3 separate regions of the Mus musculus genome follow, and all the other regions are linked to region 1. A link is a contact called in public HiChIP or PLAC-seq data. All regions are on one chromosome and are shown on one strand. Each heading gives the region's core, a stretch centred on a gene start, on an enhancer-like site or on the middle of the called end of the contact. The rest is flanking DNA. Distances are from core to core; before and after follow the strand shown. Region 1 overlaps Gm20098 (predicted gene, 20098). Region 2 has its middle 140 kb from the start of Gm27217. Region 3 overlaps Tbc1d5 (TBC1 domain family, member 5).

The links. HiChIP or PLAC-seq counts read pairs in DNA pulled down with a chosen protein or histone mark.
Region 2: an H3K27ac HiChIP or PLAC-seq map of double positive thymocytes shows a contact between it and region 1, with 9 times the contacts expected there. The contact joins two enhancer-like sites. A contact is called at or near these places in 2 of 15 datasets of contacts at CTCF or cohesin (large pre-B cells and pro-B cells), 7 of 484 Hi-C or Micro-C datasets (CD4 T cells, CD8 T cells, Th1 cells and 1 more), 6 of 115 datasets of contacts at active chromatin or transcription factors (CD8 T cells, astrocytes, double positive thymocytes and 3 more) and 1 of 9 other capture datasets (embryonic trunk).
Region 3: a contact with region 1 is called in an H3K27ac HiChIP or PLAC-seq map of large pre-B cells, with 6 times the contacts expected there. The contact joins two enhancer-like sites. A contact is called at or near these places in 1 of 484 Hi-C or Micro-C datasets (the HPC-7 cell line) and 1 of 115 datasets of contacts at active chromatin or transcription factors (large pre-B cells).

What each region holds. Positions count from the first base shown.
Region 1 is chr17:51,902,111-51,906,593 of GRCm38.p6, reverse strand. It overlaps Gm20098 (predicted gene, 20098), which reads right to left. Exons shown (of 3, transcript NR_045095.1): 2 at 714-1,103. Among named protein-coding and RNA genes, the nearest start is that of Gm20098, 22 kb to the right of the region's middle. Within about 2 kb of position 2,428, at least 50 of the 459 cell types and tissues checked have an H3K27ac peak or open chromatin away from gene starts, as enhancers often do. A contact at or near this core is called in CD8 T cells, the HPC-7 cell line, Th1 cells and 2 more, where this site is marked.
Region 2 is chr17:52,459,467-52,463,920 of GRCm38.p6, reverse strand. No RefSeq gene overlaps it. Among named protein-coding and RNA genes, the nearest start is that of Gm27217, 140 kb to the left of the region's middle. Within about 2 kb of position 1,505, at least 29 of the 459 cell types and tissues checked have an H3K27ac peak or open chromatin away from gene starts, as enhancers often do. A contact at or near this core is called in CD8 T cells, Th1 cells, double positive thymocytes and 1 more, where this site is marked.
Region 3 is chr17:50,992,261-50,997,240 of GRCm38.p6, reverse strand. All of the region lies in intron 3 of Tbc1d5 (TBC1 domain family, member 5), which reads left to right. Among named protein-coding and RNA genes, the nearest start is that of Gm31083, 110 kb to the right of the region's middle. Within about 2 kb of position 3,425, at least 121 of the 459 cell types and tissues checked have an H3K27ac peak or open chromatin away from gene starts, as enhancers often do. A contact at or near this core is called in the HPC-7 cell line, where this site is marked.

The DNA of each region.
Region 1 (4,483 bases), core at 1,179-3,678:
AACATGTCAGCTTTGTAGACAGCAGCATTCAAACCTCAGAATCACAGGTGGCACGTTACTTGCTAACAAACAAAGCAGAAAAAGAATGGTAGAAATTATTCAAGTGGCATTAATTTCTCAACACATTGTGTCAGCCCTTGTCATAAGCCTCCTGCACACCTTCCTAGAGCATCAACTGATAGAAAATACTGCTTCAGTTCTGGGAAGGGAAACCTTGAGTCCAAGAAGGGTATGTCACTCCCCAAATTATCACAGCTAAGACATCTTCCCGCTGTGACTTTAGGACACTTTATACAAACTGCACACTTAAACAATGTAACATAGTCCTATCCAATTAGTTGCCAAAACCTGCCACCTAAGACTGTACTCATGGTTTCTATGGAGATATTATTTACATGTAATGCAGTGTATGAATCGCAAATGTACCTTCACTGAGTGTTGAGCAATAGACTCCCTCAGTAACTCACAAACTTGTCAGGGTAAAGAACACTTCCAAGTGCTTATCCAGTCAGTGTTCCTCATTGCAGTCAGCATAGGGCTGCTGTAACAGAATCCACAAGTCGTGTGACAAAGATACCTACTCCTCACGATTCTTGAGTCTGATAAGTCCAAGATCCAAGTGGCAGCAGACATAGTGATCCAAATGCTCACCTTCGTACTGTGTCCTCACAGTGGGAGGAGGAGGGCAGATCTCTGAAATAAAGGGCACTGACCTCAAAGAGGAGATCTCTGTCCTCTTGACTATTCTCTAGTGGCTGGTCTCCATCAAGTGTTGTCACAGGGAATTGAGATGACAGCATATGAGTGGGGGCCACCAGCTGAATGTGAAGACCACTGCAGATGCCTGCAGTTTGCTTCATCGTGGGTAAGTTTCTGTCAACTCTAGAAGCTGGTACAAAAGAAAACATGTAGAAGACTCCCTTGTGGAAAGTCTTTTTAACCCTGTACTTTGAGGGTAGTTCTCCAGCGCAGGTTAGATTCCACTATACAGGTAACCGAATGTGTGTCCACTTTCTATTCATGGGCATCCCAGCCCATGACGAGGATGCTATAGACATGTACAAGTTTTCTTAATAGATGTTTTCATTCCTTCTGGATAAGATCTAAAAGTATAAATACCAAAGACTTGGGTGAGGCGCATGCATACCAGAATAAATCTCATCATGCTTTCTCATTTCATATTTTCACTCACAATATGTTATAACTCTATCATTCTAGCAAGTATATATTAATAACACATTGGTTTTAATTTGTATTTTTTTTTGATATATGTAAACGTAGACATTGGAGAAAACACAGGAGTGTATCTCAGTAACTTTACAACAAGGCTCAGAAAGCATTAGATATCAAAAACACAAAACAAACAAAAAGAAACCAGGTACGGTGGTACACATTTTTAACCTTAGCACTCAGGCATCAGGGGCAGGCAGGTATCTGTGACTTTGACGTCAGCCTGCTCTATCCAGTGAGAGTTACATAGTAAGACCCTGTGTCAACAAAGGAAAAAGAAGAGAAAACAAAAGGCAGAGTATGAGGAGGTGACTTAGTGGGTAAAAGAGAAGGCAGGCCAGCATGAGGAACTGAGTTCAGACCTCTAAAGCCTACCTAAGAGGAAGACTCAGTTGTGTGCCTGTTCATCCATCAGGAAACAGGAATCAGAGACTGGAGGAATTCTAGATGTTCACAGGCCAGCCAGTCAAAGAGCAGAACCATCACTGAGGTTGTCCTCTGACCTCCACATGCACACTCACACACACACACACACACACACACACACACACACACACACACACACAGAGGCTATATGAAAAAATGTCTATAATTAAACAATCAAATCCAATGGGGAAAGCCTGAACAAAATGTTTACACAGGCCCTTCACCAATGAACACAGTGGCCACGAAGCACATGGCAAATCTGTGTGACCCTCCTTCCTTCCCCCCGTAGGAGAAATCATCTTTTATTTTTACTACTGTTTTTACACACATAGTTTCCCACCCGAACTCTACACAACTTGGAAGCAGAGAGTATGTTGAAGGCATCTTTGGTTACCTCACTTGAGACATTCTCAAGTAGTTTCAAATGGTTGACCCAATGAAATAAAAACATGTATGGTAAGACCTGAATAAGGCCATTAATATTATAAATAAATAAAACAGTAACAAGAACATTTCCTACAGATGATGGGGGGAAAAATGCCAAGAAATAAAAGCCTTAAGAGGGAGAAAGAGGAGTCCTCAAGGTTGGGTGAAATTACTGTCAAGATATGATATAAAATACAAGAGGAAACAGGGTTTATAAAACAAAATAACAAAGATACTGTTAAAGAAAGCTTCCAAAAATAAGACATATGCTCTCTTCATGGGCAACCTATCTCTGTGTGGGTAATTTTGCGTCTCTGAAAGCCCAGGGGAAAACTATCAGACCAAAACAGGAAGCTGTGCATGTGCTACAGAGCGGAAGTCACTATAGCATGAGTCTCTGTGTACCCTGATGTGCATCCTTCCTTCCAGAAAGCTCAGATTCCTTGTCAGAAATGACACCCAGAAAGCACAGATGGCATCATGCCTGCCTCACTACGTGTTTTGGGTACCCATGACATCATCTTGGAATTCCCAGCATACCACCATCTGAGCCTCACAAGGCATGTAGCCTCTGAAAAGAAAAGTTGTTCTGCAAGGCTCCTGTGAAACCTGCTCATGGTTCATGAGCCACAGTTTAGTGTAACTATAACGAATTTTCTAGAACTAGAGTCTTACTCCAGGCATCTTCACAATTACTTGAAAATAGGAATGCCTATTTGGTTTTCAAAAGATGAGCTCAAGCTAGTTCTGTCCCTCTGGAAGAGACCTGAACATGTCCCAGGTCATCTCATTTCTGTCCCAATCTCCAAACTATTTTGTGAAAGTCACTTGATTCTTGGGTCAAAGCAAGGTTTTCTTTTCCTTCTTTTCTTTCTTTCCTTCTTTCTTTGTTCCTTTCTTCCTTTCTTTCTCTCTCTCTTCTCTTTCTTTCTTTCTTTCTTTCTTTCTCTCTTTCTCTCTTTCTCTCTCTTTCTCTCTCTCTCTCTCTTTCTTTCTTTCTTTCTTTCTTTCTTTCTCTCTTTCTTTCTAATATTTTTTGGAGGGTGAGAACTTTGAGACAGGGTCTCACTATTTACCCCTGACTGTCCTGGAACTCACTGTGTAGATCAGGCTGGCCTCAAACTCACAGAGATCCACCTACCTCTGCCTGCTGAGTGCTGGGATTAATAAGGCATACCATCACCACCTGGCTAAAAAATCACATATTCCAGGCTGGCCTTGAACTCCTGATCCTATTGCATTCAGCAAATCCTACCACCCTGCACCACCACAGCTGAAAACTTTTTTTAATTAAAACATTTTTCATATGATATATTTTGATGGTGTTTCCCCCTCCCTCAATTTCTCCCCTCCCAACTTTGCATTCCTTATCTCTTTCTCCTTTTAAAATAAGCAAACAAAACCAAAAGAAATTCACATGTACAAAAAAAATCCTCACAAAATAGAAATTAAAATAAGCAAACAAAAGACTGATAAGACAAAAAAAAAAGTCCAAGTAAAGCAAAATGAGACAAAAATACCACTGTGTTCCTCGAGTATTGGTGATCTATTGCTGGGCATTCTTTCTTAATAAAGACACAGAAATCATGGCTTTGAACCAGGAAAATTCTGACCAGAATAAGCAAGTTTCTTGACTGTCTTTTTAAGATCTTCAGGGGAAGAGAACACAATCTTTCTGAATATATCACATATGGGGACCAAAGAAGTGAAGCAGAGTGTTAGTGGCCATTCACACTGGGGTTCCTGCAGGTCCAGAGAATAAAAACACAGTTTAGACACACAGCAAAGAGATAAAGGACTTAGAAGAGCCTTTAAAAACGACAGTTTCATACAGGAAATCTATGTGGTGAAAAGGAAAACTGATTCCATAAGTTGTCCTCTGACTTCCACGAGTATGCATATACTCTGGTATGTATGCAATATATAAATCACTAACTATGAAAAACATGATACTCTAGAGACTATGCTGCACTTATAGGCAAAATGTATATCTGTGTGAATTTATATGTGAGTATATGTATGCCAGTGTGTGTGAATAAGTGAGTGTGTGAGTATATGTGTGTGAATGTGTATGTTTGAGTGTGTGTGTGTGTGTGTGTGTGTGTGTGTAAATTTGTATGTGAGTGTTGTGTGTCAATGTGTGTATAAATGAGTATGTGAGTGTCTGTGTGTGAATGTGTATGTTTGGGCGTGTGTGTATAAGACTTTGTGTGTGTGTGTGTGTGTGTGTGTGTGTGTGTGTGTGTGTGTGTATGTTTTCATGGAGCTATCAATGACTAGTGGTCACAACCGGAGGCCATAGCTACAGTGCCAAGGAAACCTTGAAGTCTGATTTGTAGTGAAACTAACCTGAAAATCTTCTATGTAAAGGGATGAAGCCAGTTGGCTTATAAATAGGTAT
Region 2 (4,454 bases), core at 256-2,755, 560 kb before region 1:
AAATGAATTAGATTGCTAATCTCTTGGGGGGGGGGGAGTCAGGGAGAGAGACAGAGACAGAGGGATAGCGACTGAGACTTAGGTAGAGGCAGAGACAGATAAGAAGGGCAAAGTAGAGAGAGACACTGGGTTTGAGGATGGGTTTCCTGCAGAAGTCAGATGATACTAATTAATTTTTTTTAAATGTCCACAAGCTGCTGAGAAGCATGTGCTACGGGGAAACTGCTATAGCCATGCGCCATTCAAACCTGGGTTGTTCTATTGAACAAACAGGCAGAACAAAAGGGAAAGGAATCAGGGGATTGGGCATGGACTCTTTGGGGAGCTTTCGGCCAGGCACCTATTACCTGACAAAGAAACCACATGGAGGACACCTCCCAAGAAACAGTGAAGAAAAGGGAGGGGGAGCTGCTGAAAGCAATGACAGGAAGCCTTAGTTGTTTTGAAGTCCGCTACTTGGAGAAAAGCAAGCCATTCTTTTTAATATTGAAGTTTGGGCTAACTTAAACTGAAGTAGCCCTATTCTCTACTGACCTAGCTGTGCTTCTGACATGACTCATATTGCAAGTGAATGTGAGAGCATCAGAAAGCTTTGTTTGCCCTCAAGAGAAAAAGTAGTATATGAGCAATTACACCTGCATTTGTCTGCGAAATGGGTCAGTAGGTCAGTGTGTCTGCTGCTAAGACTGAGGGTCTGGATTCTGTCCCCGGGATGCATAGAGCAGAGGGAGAAGAATTGACTCCTAAAGCGGTCCTCTGACTTTAACATACATATCCTGGCACAGATGTGCATGCGCATGTTTTACATACGTTACATGTTCATAGGTACAATTAAAAAATAATAATTACTAAAGCTCTGTAGTCTTGATTCCTGGCAACTGACAATGTTGTCCAGGATTGGCAAGACTGCTTCCATTTCTACCCTGAATATTGTTTACCATGTAAAACTTCCAAACAAACTGTGAGGTAAATAAGAATTGTGGCCTGGAAATGCCTTGACAAATACAAAAGCTTTCATTCCTTAAATGGGATCCCTAGAACAGCATTGAGAGAGAATGTTTCTATACCTAGAATTGTATTACACACACACACACACACACACACACACACACACACACTCACACACACACACACACACACACACACACACACACACACATTGCATTCATCTTGTTGCACGGACAGCTACAATTTTTCCTTGATATTTAAAGTCTCATGTATGCAAGAGCAGATTCCTGTCAATGTCGCAGTAGCTTACTTCTCCATTGAATATGATCTTAAAGAGGGGAAAGTCTGTTTAAAGGGGCATCTTCTGGCAGTCGCCACTCTAAGCATGGTTCAACACCGTGAGGACCTGTGCGGGGGCTTTGACAGATGCTACATTAGACCAAGTGTTGTCCCATCAGGAAGTCAGATCGAATAAGTCTATTTGAGAATGGATGAAAGGGGCATGGGAGGCCCATCTGCGAGTAACTGGTCGTGTTGTAGGCTCTTACCCTCAAAGATGAAAATGCCTAAACGAATGAGCACAGTCTAGACTTAATTCTACACCAGAAATGCTCCCTCAGGAGATTATGAATGCTTTGACTTATGGAGTCTAAATACACTTCTGAACCCTATAATGAGAGCCAGACAGCCTTTCCCCCAAATACTCATTAACAACTTCAATTTTTTTTCCCTAAAATACGGACACTACGCTGTTCCAAAGGAAGATTTTTCTCTGCATAAGAGCAATGATGAGCACAGAACAGCTGGGTTCCGCTGTCTCCTCAATCTACAAAGCTTACACCATGCTAAAAATAGGACCAGTGACTGGAACCTGAAGGAAGGGTCTCCAAACCAGGTGCCAGTAGGTATACAGCAGGTTGCACAAAAGTCTAAGCATCAGGAGAGACTTTTCACCGCTCTCGATTTCCTGAACAGCAGTCCTGAAGCCTGGCCACAAGAGGGAACCATTGTTCAAATGTTGGAATCATTTTTTTTTCTTCCCCCTCCCCTCCCCGAGGAACTCAGCCAGCTCAAATCCCTCTTTAATGTAAGAACCTGATCAAAAGGCTTGAACAAAAAAGTAGAGACAGATGTGATCACGGACACAGTTCTATTTTGGATGGCTGAATGATCAGCTTTTAAATACCTGAGTAACCAAAGGTCTGTCATCCAGTAACAGAAACCAGAGAGGCAAGGCCTTGTACTGACAATAGAACGTCGGGCCTTTATTTTATTTCTTTCATTGGTTCTACTTTGTCTGAGCTGAGGAAAACTTTTAAAACCAAACAGCAAATATTAGAATGTAAGGAAACAAACAGAAATGCAGACTTTTAAGCTCAAGATTGTCTCCCGTCTGTAGCAAGTGATAATGCTGATCAGAAACGGGAGAAGGGCGCATGTGTCCTAAGGAGTTCTTGCTTGCAGCCCCGTGAAACAGCGCGACTGGCAAAATGCAGACTAATACGATAGAAGGCATACAGGATGGCTTCCTGGAGGTCGTGTGCCACCAGGCTGGCACAAATCCAGTTTCCCAACCAGAAGAAGGGCAGAATAAACTGGAACGTGCTTGATGCCAGTCGGGCTTTCATAGGAAAACAGATGACGGCTAAGATTATTAATCTTGACAGTTTCCTGATTTATTGGGATGTTGTCATCTTCTCCTTTTGTATAATTTGCCAAATGATCATAGTATTAGACTTAAGGAGGCAGCACCCAGGGCCCCCTTCTTTGGCATTTGCTTCAACAGTAAAACATGAAGGCTTGTTTTGAGGCAAAGGTGGACAAATTGAATTTTCACAGATGTATTATCATTTGAGAAATACCAAGTCATGTTTTATTGTGACTTTTGATGTAAAGATAGCTTTATATGTATTAATTATAGAAAACTGCTCCATTTATTTAATAAATATCAGGCCAAAGGTAAGAAATTTAAAATCGAGGTCTCTAGCAATCAAAAGCAAATGTTACTGCTTAGACTAGGATACTGATAAACAAAGAAAATAATCAGAAAATAGCAGCTAGGTTTAAAAGCCATTCCTCTGCACAGTGATTTCCCAACAAAACAACAACCTGCATGGGAATTCTTTCTTTGAATTGCTCATGTAAAATCACAGAAATAATTTTGAGCTACTTCACCATAGATTCAAAATAAGGAATCATTTGACACATTTTATAAGTGGTTGCCTTCACCAAAGTATTTTTTTATATTCTATTTTTTGTAATCCCTTGCATTTAAAATAGCAACAACAGAAATTAATCTTCAGTTTTTAAAAAGGAATTACAATTAAAGATATTTCCAACTAAAAAGAGACGTTATCCCCAAAACAGGTTTAGCAAACTATAAAATCTCTAAACTTAAAATGCTATAATTGAACCCCCTCCTCTTTTATTAAGAAAAGCCATGTCTGCACCTATGCTTTGAGACATATTATGCAATAAACAGCAATCAGCCTAAAGATGCCATATCAAACAAACCAAGTTTTGTTTTGCTAAACTAAGCAAAATTAGTTGAATGCCCTAAGTAATAGTTGCTGGTATTTTTTTTTCTAAATTATTTCTCCACTTGTTTTTGTGTCTATGCATAAATTAAAAATCTGCTGAAATTTATTATTCATCGGAGATGTAATTAATATGCAAAATTATGCAAATTAAGATGCAATTAGGCTTCAATTCTCTAGTGGAATTTTCCATTATAATTTAATACAAAGTAATAGAGTAATTGGTGTCACGTGTAATTACGGTTACTCACGTGTACTTGCAGACGTGCAAATGATGTGGTATATGTTAGTTACCCTATGCAAATGGATCACACAATCTCTTAATACTTGGGAATGAAGTAAACAAAGATGGTCTTCAAAAAAAAAAAGGGTGAGAGGGACCCCTCTTTATTCTCATGTGCTTACATGAGAACTGTGTGAAAATTGTATCTAATTTCCCTGCCTTTCTTTCTAAGAATTTTTAACTTGGTGTTGTTTGGTGCACTGTTTATTACTTTAGAGAAATAATTTCTAGTTAAAAAAATATTTAAATAGAGTCCTAATAAAGATTCTAATGCCGCATGGATGCTACCAGGGTGAGAGCAAGCAGAGCAGAGCTCTGTTGAGCCGGGCACAGGCTGTTTCTGCATCAGGCTCAAAATTCCTCGTCTCTCAAAGAATATCAGGGAGCCTGGCTTGCCAAGGGAATAATCCTTACATTTTCTTATTTCCTGATGACAGAGTTGACCAATTCATTTGCTTTGAGAGCTGTATAGAAGTCACACTGATTTTTTTTTTTCAAACTAAAAATTTGTTCCCTCCTAATGTTTAGAATTCTAGGGGAATTCCGTGTCATTTCTACTGTATGAATAAAGCATTAAGCAATTGAACTGCCTCATAATCCCTGTCACTACTGCAGCCGCTTGGTTCAAGCGACTCCTTCACCGACTGCCTATGTGTCTCTTCCAGGGTCCCCAGGGAGACTAGAAT
Region 3 (4,980 bases), core at 2,176-4,675, 910 kb after region 1:
TTTATAATTTCTTTTTTTTTTCTTTCCTTCCTTCTTGTTTTTGTTTTTGTTTGGTTGGTTAGAACTTTGCCTCCTCCTTTTCCAATTTATGAAATAATTTCAGGAGTATTGGTGTCCTTTGCTATAGGGTTTGTTTGTTATAATTCTCTGATACATCTTTTGGCCCCAGGATTTATTATTAAACTTTTAAGTGGGAAAGTTTTAAAAACTGCTTCCAACTCAATGGCTGCTATATGTTTACTTAAACTACTTATTTCATCTTGACTTTACTTTGTTAGATCAAATATATCTAGAAATCCAACTATTTCATTTCTATTTTTAAGTTTAATGGAATAGAGTTTAGTTTTTAGGTAGGCCTGATAGTCACTGGATTTTTATAGTATCTGTTATAATACTTGTCAATCTTGCTACATTTTCCAAAGGACTAACAATTTATTTAATTGATTTTTTGTCTTTTGATTTAAATTCAACAAGTTCCACCTTGATGCTTGTTATTTATTATTGTCTACTTCTTTTGGGGTTGTCTTGTTCTTCTTATTCCAATTCCTTAACATTCCCCATCATAAAACACCTTTAATTATTTTTTTTAATTGTATACACTTAGAGCTATACAGCTCACTCCAAGGACTGACTACCTTCATTATAGCCCATAGATATGGACATGTGTTTTCATATCATTTAATTGTAGGAACTTTTAAATTTCCTTCTCAATATCCTACAGTGAGTCATTCTTTTTTTTTTTTTTTTTTCAGACTACAGTATTTCTGCCCATGTCATCTGTGAGAGTGGCTTCAACCAGCTTTACTGTGCAAAGTTTTTCTTTCAATTTCTATTACAACAGTGAGTTAGAGTGGGTTTGATATGGTCTAGGGATCTTGATTACATTAGCTCTTTCTGCCAATTAAAGAATTAAAAGGGAAGAAAAATCTTAAGCCCAACATGTAATAATAGAGGATTCTCCAGTACCTCAGAGAGAAACAGCAATTGAAGAAAATTGATTATTGTAGGTGAGGAAACCCAGTAAGGACACAGAGAAAAAGACCTTCTACAAATCAGAGAAGGAACTAAAACATCGCCTGCACCCCCAAATCAGTCTTTCTGGAGCTGGGATTTTTAGATCTCCAAAGTGTTTCCTTCCCCTAACTTAAGGTTGAACAGTTTGAAGAAAGCTAGAATCATTGATTGACACAGAACTCTTGTATCATATTTCCTAAGCAGGCCTTGAACTTGTTTAGCCAGTTCATCAGCAGCTAGTGTGTAACAAAAGATTGCAAAGCCTTTGTTTTAAGCTTTCAGGCTTTTGTCTCAAGTCAGAAGGGTGAGGAAGAAGCTGGCCATCTCGGAATTCTCCTACCCAGGCATGGCCCCCTCCCTACATGTCTGCTAACTAGGTAGTCTGTCTACCTCCTAGTCCTTCTATGCTTTGGGTATGACTTAGTCCTTTTCTTTTATAGCTTTTACTATACTTTTTTTGTTGTTGTTGTTCCATATATTTAATGTTTTAGCTGTAACATTTTTATTATACTTGGGCTCACAACTTGTGCTCCAAGTCAGATCTGCCCACCCATCTTCAATAAGTCAACTTTAAAAAGCCATATTAAATATGGAATTCATGAAAGGAGATTTATTCACTGTGGCCACATTGGGAAGAGGGACAAAAATCTAGAAAATGTTTCAAGTTTGTCTTCAGTGTCCTGAAGGGAGATCACATTTAAAGAGAGGACCAAGGATATGCACAAGTAAGCAGTCCCACTCAGGGTGTGCTCCATCCACCACTATCGGATCCCCAGTCTCACCCTATTGGGTGATCTACAGGTTGTTAGGGTTGTGAGAAAACTCTTTCCTGGAAACAAAGGTCCTCTTTTGGTTGCTGCCTTTTCCTTTATGTAACATTAAATTTCCTGAGAAAATTCCAATTTGTTTGAGGCCCATTGTTTCAGTAGTCTTGATAGTCAAGTTGACTCAAGCGTCTCTTTAAGATATCTCCATTTCTGTTAGACTGGTTACAGTTTCCTACTTTCTGTCTTAGCATCTCACTCTTGAGGTGCAACATGTCTATATTGGAAACAAATATAATGCAAATAGGGAGTAAAATTAGAACATGTTTTCTTAATGTGGGGCAGCAATGCATGCAACCCATTTTCATAAGCTCTTGGTCTTTTGTTACTTTTAGAAAGGTTGGCTCAGGCAGTTTCATCTTGTTGTTTTGAGAGGGTCTTTTCAAAATGCCTAGGCTGGCCACAAATTTATGAACCTCTTCTTTTAGCTTTACAACTCACAGGAAAGCACACCATGACTTCTGTGACTTTATATCAGTTCTTCCAACAATCCCCCCCCCCCCAAGCCCCTTGCTTCTGAATAGTATTTTCTGAAGACAAAGTCTAGTGCTTTGTTTTCCATAGTCCTTCAATGCTGGGGAATGATCACCCTGGTTGGTCTGGTTTGATCCCATGTTTGGAGATATAAGTCAGGGAGTTCATGCCAATAAACCCTTTATACCCAAGCTAAGCATATGGTGTACTGAAGAAATGACCTTTAGGTCAGACATGCGAAATCCATTCTGTTTGTGCTATGGGTAATATCCTAGCATCTCAAAAATGTCATTCGGGTTCCTTATCAGAAGCTATACTTCTCTAGTTATATTCTGTAGAATGTTATAAGGCTTTTCACTACCATAGCTACCAAATCATACACAATTGTAAGCCATAAGTCTTTTACAAAAACATAACCAGTACTAAAACTACTATAAACCCTGTAAACAGTGTGGTCAGGATCTGCCTGCAATCATCCACATTTGCCTATATGTATAGTTAAAGAGCCTATAGTTAAAGATTCTGAAACAGAATGGTTTTAAGTCTTCCAGTTATACAAGTCACTGATAGAGAAGGAGACATAAACCATGAATGAGTGGAACTTCCACCCCAGTCACTACTCACATTACTCAGATTACCCCAGTGTGACTAGAACACTTTACAGGGCACACAGAGCTGCTTAAGCCTCTAGGATTAGACTGCAGGGGTTCTCTTGGATGAGAGGCTGGGCTGTTGCCCTCTTCCACACAGGGAACAGGACCTTTTTTCACCTAGAGCAGTATTCACCTAAGTAAGACAGAACCAAACAGTCAGGAAGAGATAGATCAATTTCTTCTAGAATGGCTGAGAGAACAGGCAGAGGTTTTGACTTCCTCTGAGTGCCCTGGCCAAGACAAATGTAATTTAGAGTCAATACCACAAGAGCACAGGTTGTAAGCCAGAATGGAAGTACTTTTTACAAGAGAACGATTGTTTACTACAGGGAAACTGGTGGCTGCAACACTTGGGAGCTGCTGGTGTAATCATAGCAAAAGGCAGTAGCCAGCTGCTGTGCAGCCACTTTCACCCCTGGAAAGCAGGATATTGCAGCATGGGTGGTCAGCCCACTGTGGCCTGTGAGCCTTCAGGAAGTCATGTGCTGTCTCAGAGATAGTAATGGCTACAGTCTTGCAATGACTCACTACTTCCCCATTTTAGATCTGTTTCTCCAACCAATATAACTGACAAAAACACACAAAGTGAAATAGACACACATCTCTCATACTGAGAGACACATAGTAAAGTCAGCCAGGGGTGGCTACCATACACTCATGTATCTGAACAGGCCAGGTGAGTTCTGTGATGCAGAATCTATGCTCCTGTATGTCTTCTCCTCTTGTGTCCTACCTAGATGTCACCTCCTGCAGATGACACTTAACCTTTGGAGTCATCCGAATCAGATGACTTTTGTCTTTTGGGGAACTGGATTCAGATGCTTCTAGAGTACTAGACAGTGATTGTTGGGAGAGGTTTTCCCCAGCGCCTGGGATAAATCAAGGTACATACCCTCTAGGACTCCTCTATAGCCAGAGTATTCCTTCCTACTCCTGTGGGTACCATCAGTTTTGGGATCCAGTCTCTAAGGCTCTCACTGGGGCATGGGCACAACCTGAACCTCTAAAATGCTTCAGGGAGTCCACCAGTTATGTCATAGCCCACAGTCAGTTAAAAGTCAATTCCTGTTAGTTGGGAGTACACTTAGATATTCTGTACCTAAATGTAGTATCGGACATTTAGATCAAAGTGCTTTTAAAGGCAAAACCCTATCCTGTATCTCATCTGGCAGTTATAGGTGGATATTTTGTGCAAGCAAGCAGTTTGGCAGAAGCTATAATACACAATAAACTGGAGTTTTAATAAAACAATAAATAACGTTTTGCTCAAGCAGGTAGTGTAACAGAAGCCCAGATAAATTAGCTGGGGCATCTTGACCTTAGTTTTTTAGAATCATTTAAGTAATTTTCCACAGGTTTCTCCATCAAAGAGATCAAATTATAGTTAAATCTGAAATGGACTCAGCAAGAATACAAGGTAGAGGAAACTCTGTACTATCTTGCCCTTTTATAGTAGGAAAGGCCTGTATTGAGGCAGCCTAATGAAACTCCTTATTCAAATATATTTTTCTTGCTTTCTGTTTTCTGTAAGATCAGTTCTAGAAGTGTTTAACAATTGCCTTGCCATTGAATTTTAAAATCCTAGGAAAGTTAACACATTGGTCCAGTTGCATGAATGCAAACTTGAATTAGAAAATGCATTTATTAATTAGGGCATACTTAACATTTTTCTAGATACCTTCTAATTTGTTAGTTTGTATAAAATCAATAACCAATTACTTTGATATCTGTTATGGTGTGTAGTAATAGTTAAATTTGATAATTAGTTTGTCATAGATTTTAAAATATAATAATATAATAATTTTTAATTTTCATTATTATCAAGTTTGTCATTTCTGTTAATAATTATGCATTATAAAATGGTAAATGCAAGTAATTATAGGTTTCAAATTTTATAAGCTATTTTTAAAGTAACAATTCTTTAATAGAAAATACATTTTACAAATTATATATACTTTCTGATTCATTACTTCTTGGAATTTTGAAGGACTCATAATTTTTTTAATTGAGTATGA